Regions from separate parts of the Gossypium hirsutum genome. Here region 1 is linked to region 2. Evidence: chromatin contacts called from public Hi-C data. All regions are on one chromosome and are shown on one strand. Each heading gives the region's core, a stretch centred on a gene start, on an enhancer-like site or on the middle of the called end of the contact. The rest is flanking DNA. Distances are from core to core; before and after follow the strand shown. Region 1 holds the start of LOC121202809 (fasciclin-like arabinogalactan protein 1). Region 2 holds the start of LOC107895182 (cytochrome P450 71D10).

Region 1 (4,401 bases), core at 759-3,258, 260 kb after region 2:
TCATCTGGAAGATGCATGAATATTGTGACGAACCTGAAAACTTGTTTTAGTCTTAATCCTTATGAGACTTTATGAAATTTGCATTAGCAAATTGCCTGTTGTTGTAGTGTGAGCGAGTTATTTGGCTTTTTTAAGGTATAAATTTTTTAATATATTTTTAATTTGTTGAAAAATATTTATTTGAAATTTTTTTTTTCATGTATTTGATGTATTTTAAAAAAAATTATTTTTATATAAAAAATAATCTAAAAAAATTAATACAGATAGGCCGTGTTAGATTGGAGTTTAGCATTTTTAATTTAGGTTAAATTTAGGCGGAAATTTAGGTCTATTTTTTAAACTAAGTCTAGCCCGAGTTTAAAATTATGCATACACTTATATTAATTCAATATGAAAATAAATGTGTATACAATTAAATTAGATTAAAATTTTATGTAAAAAGTTATAGAAAGTCAAAATTTATATATAATATTAAAAAAAATTCAACATACAATATCTAAATAAGTGTTGATAATCAGTGGGGTTTATTATAGATTTAATATATTATAGTTGAAAATAGTATTTTTTTAATCGTGTGATGTAAAATTAAACAAATCCTTTATTTTAGGAATTTGTTGTAAAGGAGAGCATGAAGACAAGGAGAATCATAACCGTCAAATGTTTATCGCGTTCTGGAACCTTTTTTGTCGGTGGGATTTCGCTAACGTCACAAGGCCGATCACTTTCCTCCCACGTGGCACCTTCTCATTGATTCACTAACGTCCTGGCTATCTTTTGGGGCACGCAGCATAGGTCCCACCACATGTAATGAAACTTAACTCTCATTTGACCGAATTTGCCCTCCCATTTTTCATCAAACGACGACATTACCCCAAAAGTTGACTGGCTAATTTCCTCATGACCATTTTGATCCTTCGCCGACACTGTCAAGTTGGCACATGTTCCTTCAATTAGACGGTAGTCATTTACCCAACCCTAAACAATTACATTGATTGGTCGAAAATAATTACATAAACTTTTGAGATATAATTCTTTAAATGAATATCATATTTGGCATGTGAATTAATAAGTCCCATAATCTGTGCCTAAACGAAGATAATAAAAAACAAAAAAGATGGTTGATAATATTCTATGCTTGCAAAATGGTGAATGGTGTGTGCATTTGAGTCAGCATAAATGAAAATAAAATGCCTTGATTTGTGAGGAAGAGATGCTAATAGCACATGACCTGTTTCCTTATGCTTCTTTACTCAATCCCAAAATTTCCATTTCATTTTTTCATTCCCCTAGTGTTTGCACGTTTTTGTTTGCTTTAACGTCAAGCACTTGTTTGCATCCTTTATAACTATTGCTTCCCATCATTTCCTTTAATGCTCTACTTTTGGACCAAAACTTGAGCATACTCTCAACATACCATCTTCTTCTTCTAACTTAATCATTCAAACTCACTTGCATTTTTAAAACTTTGATTTAAATAAAATAGGCTTATATGTTTTGTCAAAATGGCACTAATCGTATTTTTTAACCTTTTTAACGGTATTTTTATTAAATCTATTAAAAAAACAGATTGAAAAAAAGAACAAAGGCTAATAACAAAAAAAGCTCAAAAACACAATTAGGACTATTTTGACAAAATATACAAACGTTAGTGGCCAAATCAGTCGTTAACCCAATAAAATATAAAGCTTATGTTGTGTATACTAAATTGATTTTTTAATTTCAAAATATTAATTTGAGTTTTTGAATAATTTAAATCTATGAATGAAATTGAACTAATATTTAAAATTCAAATGAAGTATTAGGCTGATGATATCCCTAAAATTGTAAGCTTACCATCCGCCATTTCCATTGGAATCACCAACACACCTATTTTTATTACTTATAGTTAAGATTTAGATTTATAAGATTTTTAGAATTTAGGAGTGATTTGATCTTGGTATCAGCATATTTATTTCTATAATAAAATTATTATAACAATTCCCAAATCTACACCTTGTGGTTCCTTTGTAATTTAATGAAAACCCTAAACCCACAAAGCAATACTTTTTCTCTGGTTGAGCTTAACTTGACAACCAGAAGACGACAATCTCTACACCAAAACCTTGCCCCTCCTTTGTCCCTTTTCCCTCGCTCCCAAAACCACAAGCAGAGTGGCTTACTAAGTAAATTAATCATATTCCAAGCCCTTTCCTCCCCCCCCCCCCCGTTCAAAGTTCTCACCTTTCTCCCCCTACAAAAACTCTTGTTCAGTTCATCAAAATCAAAAAAGGAACCAATCCCCCCCCCAATTGATGTAAGCCAAGCCAACACACAGCACAGCAGCACAATGCCGCAAAAACACCCCCTTCTTCTTCTCATTTTCTCAGTTTTTCTCATCTTCCAAACATCAGATGGCCATAACATCACACGTTTACTAGCCAAGCACCCTTCTTTATCATCCTTCAACCATTACCTCACTCTCACCCATTTGGCTCAAGAGATCAACCGCCGCACTACCATCACTGTTCTCGCCTTAGATAACGCCGCCATGTCCTCTCTCTTGAATAAAAACCCTTCCATTTACACCATGAAGAACATCCTTTCCCTCCATGTTCTTCTTGACTACTTCGGTGCCAAGAAGCTTCACCAGATAACCAATGGCACCGCACTCGCCGCTACTATGTTCCAAGCCACTGGGGTCGCCCCTGGGGTTTCCGGCTTTGTTAACATAACCGATTTTAAAGGTGGAAAAGTTGGTTTTGGAGCTGAAGCTAATGGTGGGGATTTAGATTCTTTCTTTGTTAAATCTGTTGAGGAGCTCCCATATAATATATCTGTGATCCAGATCAGCAAGGCTTTGCCTTCTGCTATAGCTGAGGCTCCCACTCCAGGGCCGAGTGAGCTGAATATTACTGGGATTATGTCAGCACATGGATGTAAAGTGTTTGCTGATACCCTTTTAGCCAATCCTGAAGCCATGGGAACATATGAGGTAAGATCAAAATCTGTGTTTTTTCATTTTGTAAATATTTGATCTTTGAGGCTGTTTAGTGATAATTAAGTGAAGAAAGTGAGGCAAAGGTGAAAGAAATAAATGGGGGTAGAGGAAAAGGGTGGAAACAGTTAATTTCTGGCCATTTGATTGTGTGATGATGGAGTTGTTGAAAGAATAGTGTAAAGTATATTGAAGAAAGTTATAATAATGGCATAAGATACTGTTTACTCTTTTATTGGCCAAATCTTCGTTTTCATAAGTCAAGGATTTGTTTGGGAGTCAGTAGGTGATTTTCAATCTAAAAGTATGATAATGACACCTTGAGATTTTTCAAAATTTTTGTGTGTGTGTGTTTTTTTGCATGTGAATTTCTAGAAAAACTAACACAGATCTGGGTTTGTGTTGGGATGCCAAATGTTGATTTTGCATTGAAGTTTTGTTATTCGGATTTAAGAGAGTGTCTAATAAGAATACGTTGGTTCGCATTCGATACAAATGTATTCCATTATTTAAGAAAAGAAAAGAATCTAATTAATTTAAGTGTTTAGACTTAAACAAAGTAGATTTTGTACTACCCCACATGAGAAAATTTACATAATATAGTTGGATTGATATTATGATAAATCCAAGTAAGAAAAACATGCAGTAAATGCATGTGGCAGGTGGTTGGACTTGGAAGGCATCGATACAAATAGTAATGGCATAACAAATAGCAAGCTACTGTTTTGCTTTTTACTCGGACTCGGGTGTGTTTGGGCTTTGGAGGGTGGTATTAGTAATTGATATTTCACCTCAAAGGGGAAAATTTTATCTGAATGAATTGGATAGAAGTAGAAGATTATTGACATTTTGCTTTGTTTCTTCATTTTCTTCTTTGAAAAATTTGTAAGGGTAAAGCAATGTTTAACAAAGAAAATGTGATGATGGTGACTTGTAGGATAATCTGAATGGAGGATTGACTGTGTTCTGCCCACTGGATGATGCATTTAAAGCCTTTTTACCAAAGTACAAGAACCTGACTGCTTCAGGGAAAGAATCATTCCTTGAGTTTTTTGGTGTGCCTGTTTACCAATCTTTATCCATGTTGAAATCTAACAATGGTCTCATGAACACATTAGCTACCGATGGTGCTAGCAAGTTCGACTTCACCGTCCAAAACGATGGCGAACAGGTGACACTAAAGACCAAGATCAACACCGTCAAAATAACCGGGACTTTACTTGACGAACAACCTGTGGCGATTTATACAATCGACAAGGTCTTGATGCCTAGAGAATTGTTCAAGGCAGCCCCTACTCCTGCCCCGGCACCAGCCCCAGAGGAGGCAGCGGATGCACCAAAAGCATCCAAATCAAAATCTAAGTCAAAATCGAAGTCGAAGTCAGCCCCAACACCTGAATCTGATGCACCAGCGGATTCACCGGACG
Region 2 (4,206 bases), core at 1,375-3,874:
TCATTACATTTAAAAAGAAAATAATTTTTTGTACCGCCACTGTATCAGGCAGCACCGGTATGTATTTTATAAAAATTCAACATTGCACAACAGGTGTTGTCGAAATGTCAGGCAGCACTCCCCAAATTTCCCCCAATCATTCAACTATCCTTACATTTAAAAAGAAAATAATTTTTTGTACTGCCACTGTATCAGGCAGCACCGGTATGTATTTTATAAAAATACTCGAAAATAGTGTAAATTTATGAAAATGTGAAATTAACTTTGAATTGGATTGATTCATGTTATTATGCATGTGAAATGATTATTTGATTGATGAATTGAATATGATGAATTATGAAACTGAAATATATTTGGAATTTAATTGTTGTTGCCCTATTAATTGTTCAGGAAAAGTTAAATATAATTAGCATGCCATAAGATAGATCAAGTAGATGTTATTTCGACTACGTGTCGATGAGTGCTGGGAACAATTTTTATTTCAGTATATAAGTTTTATTATTTCCAAAATTTATGTGCCAGATATATTATCTTATGTGTATATTATCTTATGTGTAATACCATATTAACTTATTTTTTCTGCATATTACTTACTAAAAATCCAATTAATGATTAACTATTATTACTTGTGTCAAGATTGAAATATCAAAATTAGAAAAGTACAGGGAATTAAAATGATCTAATTGAAGAATATGGATCAAATCTACATATGTAAATATAGTATAGGAATAATTAAATTTAACCAAACTGATTTAACTACTACTGTTTAGGTTTCGACTAAAAGTGACCAATTCGAAAAATTATAAAAACTAATATTTAATCAAGTTAAAATACAATAACTAAATACATAACTTTCACAAAGTAGAAGGACTAAGAGCAGAATTTAATCTATGATATGCCTAGACAAATATATCCTCCTTGTGCTTGTAGGAAACGATAATAGAAGCATGGTAAGGAGTAGGAACTAAGACTAGATCAGTTTTCCTCCTCACGGACAAGGCAAACTCCTCGGTCATATCTATATCTTCTTGCTTCGGCAACTTCCAATCAAAATGGAACAACAGTTGGGCAAGTGGTAGCTCTAGATTTGGCACTGCAAATAGCATGCCTGGACATATCCTTCTTCCAGCGCCAAATGGAATGAACTCAAAATTTGTTCCCAAGAAATCTACTGAACTGTTGATAAACCTTTCAGGCTCAAATTTTTCAGGCTGAGCCCAATGATTTGGATCTCTCCCAATTGCCCAGGCATTGATAATCACTCTGGTCTTGGAAGGTATCTCAAATCCATTAATCTCACAATTCTTGCCACATTCTCTTGGAAGCAATAAAGGTAAAATAGGGTGCAGTCTTAAGGTTTCTTTTATAACACACTTTAGATATTGAAGTTGATGAATGCCTGTTTCATCCACATTTCCTTTTCCTTGGAATACCTGCCTTACCTCTGCTTGTGCTTTTGTCATAACTCTTGGATTTTTAATCATTTCCGACAATGCCCATTCTACAGTTGATGCAGATGTCTCACTTCCGGCAGTGAAAATATCCTAAAACAAAATTATAAATAACATTATGGCCATAAAATTTTGACAACAATTACCAAATTCCAGTAAAAGATAATGGACTCACTAATATGATGGCTTTGACGCTATTATCAGTTAAAGGGAATTCGTCATCTTCCTGAAGCCTTAAAAGAAGATCAACCAGATCTTCCCTGTCATCTTTACTTCTGCCTCTTGCTCTACTTTCTTTGTGATCATTAACAATGCTCTGAAGAATCCTATCAGCTTCTGCATGAGTCTTTTCAACTCTATACTTCACACCCGAAGCAACATCCAGGAATTGAAGTGAAGGAAAAAATTCGGAAACAAAGAAACCAGAAACCAGCTTCGTTTGCTCCGCAGCAACTGATATGAAAGAATCTTGATATTTGCATTTCTTACCAAAGGCTGCCCTCGCTGTTATGCCATAAGTCATTGAAAAAACTTTCTGGCTCAGATTCACAGCCAACCCATCATTTGATTTTATGGTTTTGACGAGATTCAACACTTCCTCTTCTCTTATCGATCGGAAGGAGGCGACCCGAGACGCACTCAGAAGCTCCGATGTACAAATTTTTCGCAGATTTCTCCAATACTTTCCATATGGTGAAAAGACAATATCAGTGCATTCATAAGTTATAATCTTGGCCGCAAGAAGTAAAGGCCTAGAAGCAAAGACAATATCATGTGTTTTCATAATCTCTTCAGCCATTTCTGCAGAAGAAATGACCACAGTTGAAACTTGACTGAGTTGCAGGTGCATGACGGCGCCATATTTCGTAGCCAAGTCACGCAGGGTGCGATGGGGTAGAGTAGAATCAGCGAGCTGGTGCAGATTTCCGATCAAAGGTAATTTCCGTGGCCCTGGAATCAACCTTTGAGTTAAACTCCTAGCTTTAGATTTCCTCACGCTTCGAATTGCAATTAACAAAACAAGAAGAAAGCTGATGAATATATGGAATAAGGGTATTCCGAACTCCATTAGCACAAATAAGAGGAGCTTGATAAAACAAACAAGAAAAAGAAGTAAAACAAAAGAAAACACTGATGAGAAGCATCACCACACAATGTTACGATATTTATATCTGACTCAACTTCTAGAACCATCCAAATTGTAATTACTACTCCAAAACAGTTGAATTAGATTTTTTTAAATTTTTTATTTTTAATAAATTTTTAATTAGACTAATTAAATCAATAAATTGATAACCTAATTAATTCTATTACAAATCCAATTTAAAAAATATAGTGATTTGTATTAGCAATGCGATTTGCATTATTAGTTAAGATACAAATGTGTTTGGTTGGTTAAATGTTATGTTATAATTTATAATGCTACATACTGATGATTTAATAAATTTATATTTTCAATTATTATTAACAAATCATAATATAAAATATAATCTCATTCCTACACGTATTTAGATAATGGATGTAATCTTAAATTTTAAATAAATTTATTCTTTCATTATTTTGACTAGTGAGCGTATTACACGAATTTAATTATATATATCAATTAAAATATTATTTTATATAAAACGAAAACACTAATAAAATTTATAAAAGAAAGTTATTAATTTAAAAAAATATATATTGTATTATGAGGTTTTTTAAAAAAGTTAAAATTTAATATGAAAAATACTATTTTATAAAATAGAAACAAAAGGTTTATAGGGTAAATTATTAATGATTAATTAAGTATGAAAATTATAGGGTAATAAATAAAGAAGCAGTTTGGTAGAAAAAAAATTAGGATAATAATTAAAGAAGTATTTTGTAACTCAAACAACTAACTTATATAACTCAAACATCTAACTTATAATCTAACATTTTCATATATAATCCTGTTTCTTCTTTAATAATGATTAGTTTAATTTTTTCCTAAATAAAATGTAATTCTAATTTAAAATTTTTTATTTTTCCCTTAACAGTAAAACAAAAGTTTTGGTTATGGAGAAAATATAAAACAAGAGAAGTTATACTTTCAAATTATAATTATCATAATGATTTATTTAGTAATTTATTAATTATAATTATAAGTATAATGGTTTATCTGAATTTTAAATATAAAATAAAAATACAAGTAATTTCTGTCATTTATTAGGTTTTTTTTTACAAAAAAAAAATTATTTACCAGAAAAGGCACACTACTAATTATTCTATAATTTCGTGCCCCTGTTTGTACTTTGGTACCCCTGATTACACTTTCGTGCCCCTGTTTGTACTTTAATGCCCCTGATAGCACTCTCATGCCCCTGTTTGTACTTTTGTACCCCTGATTGCATTTAGGTGCCCCTGTTTGCACTTCGGTACCCATGATTGCACTTACATGCCCCTGTTTGTACTTTGGTACCCCTGATTGCACTTTCATGCCCTTTTTTATACTCCGGTAACTTTTAACCAAATATTATATGAATTGTACTTAATGGTATTTAGATTAAGTGTTATATTATGTCCTTACTAAGCTTTGTAAGCTTATCGATTTTTGTAGACTGTTGTGTAGATAACCATCGCTGACATTTTGAAAGGATCATTCAACTGACTCACACTATCCATTCAAGTTGGTAGTTTTTGTGACTCTTAGGTTAGTGGCATGTATATATATAGATGAATATAAGGTTAAAGGGCATATGATGTTTTGTATTGGTATTTTGGTATGTTTATGCTT

The links. A called contact is a pair of places that touch in the nucleus more often than the background predicts.
Region 1: a Hi-C map of leaf shows a contact between it and region 2, with 4 times the contacts expected there. The contact joins the promoter of LOC121202809 here to the promoter of LOC107895182 in region 2. A contact is called at or near these places in 9 of 34 Hi-C or Micro-C datasets (callus, hypocotyl and leaf).

Annotation. Positions count from the first base shown.
Region 1 is chrA13:92,519,583-92,523,983 of Gossypium_hirsutum_v2.1, reverse strand. It overlaps LOC121202809 (fasciclin-like arabinogalactan protein 1), which reads left to right and starts at 2,008. Exons shown (of 2, transcript XM_041085265.1): 1 at 2,008-2,971; 2 at 3,912-4,401. The coding sequence starts at 2,015.
Region 2 is chrA13:92,782,486-92,786,691 of Gossypium_hirsutum_v2.1, reverse strand. LOC107895182 (cytochrome P450 71D10) reads right to left here and starts at 2,624. Exons shown (of 2, transcript XM_016820441.2): 1 at 1,627-2,624; 2 at 792-1,544. The coding sequence starts at 2,520. The coding sequence ends at 900.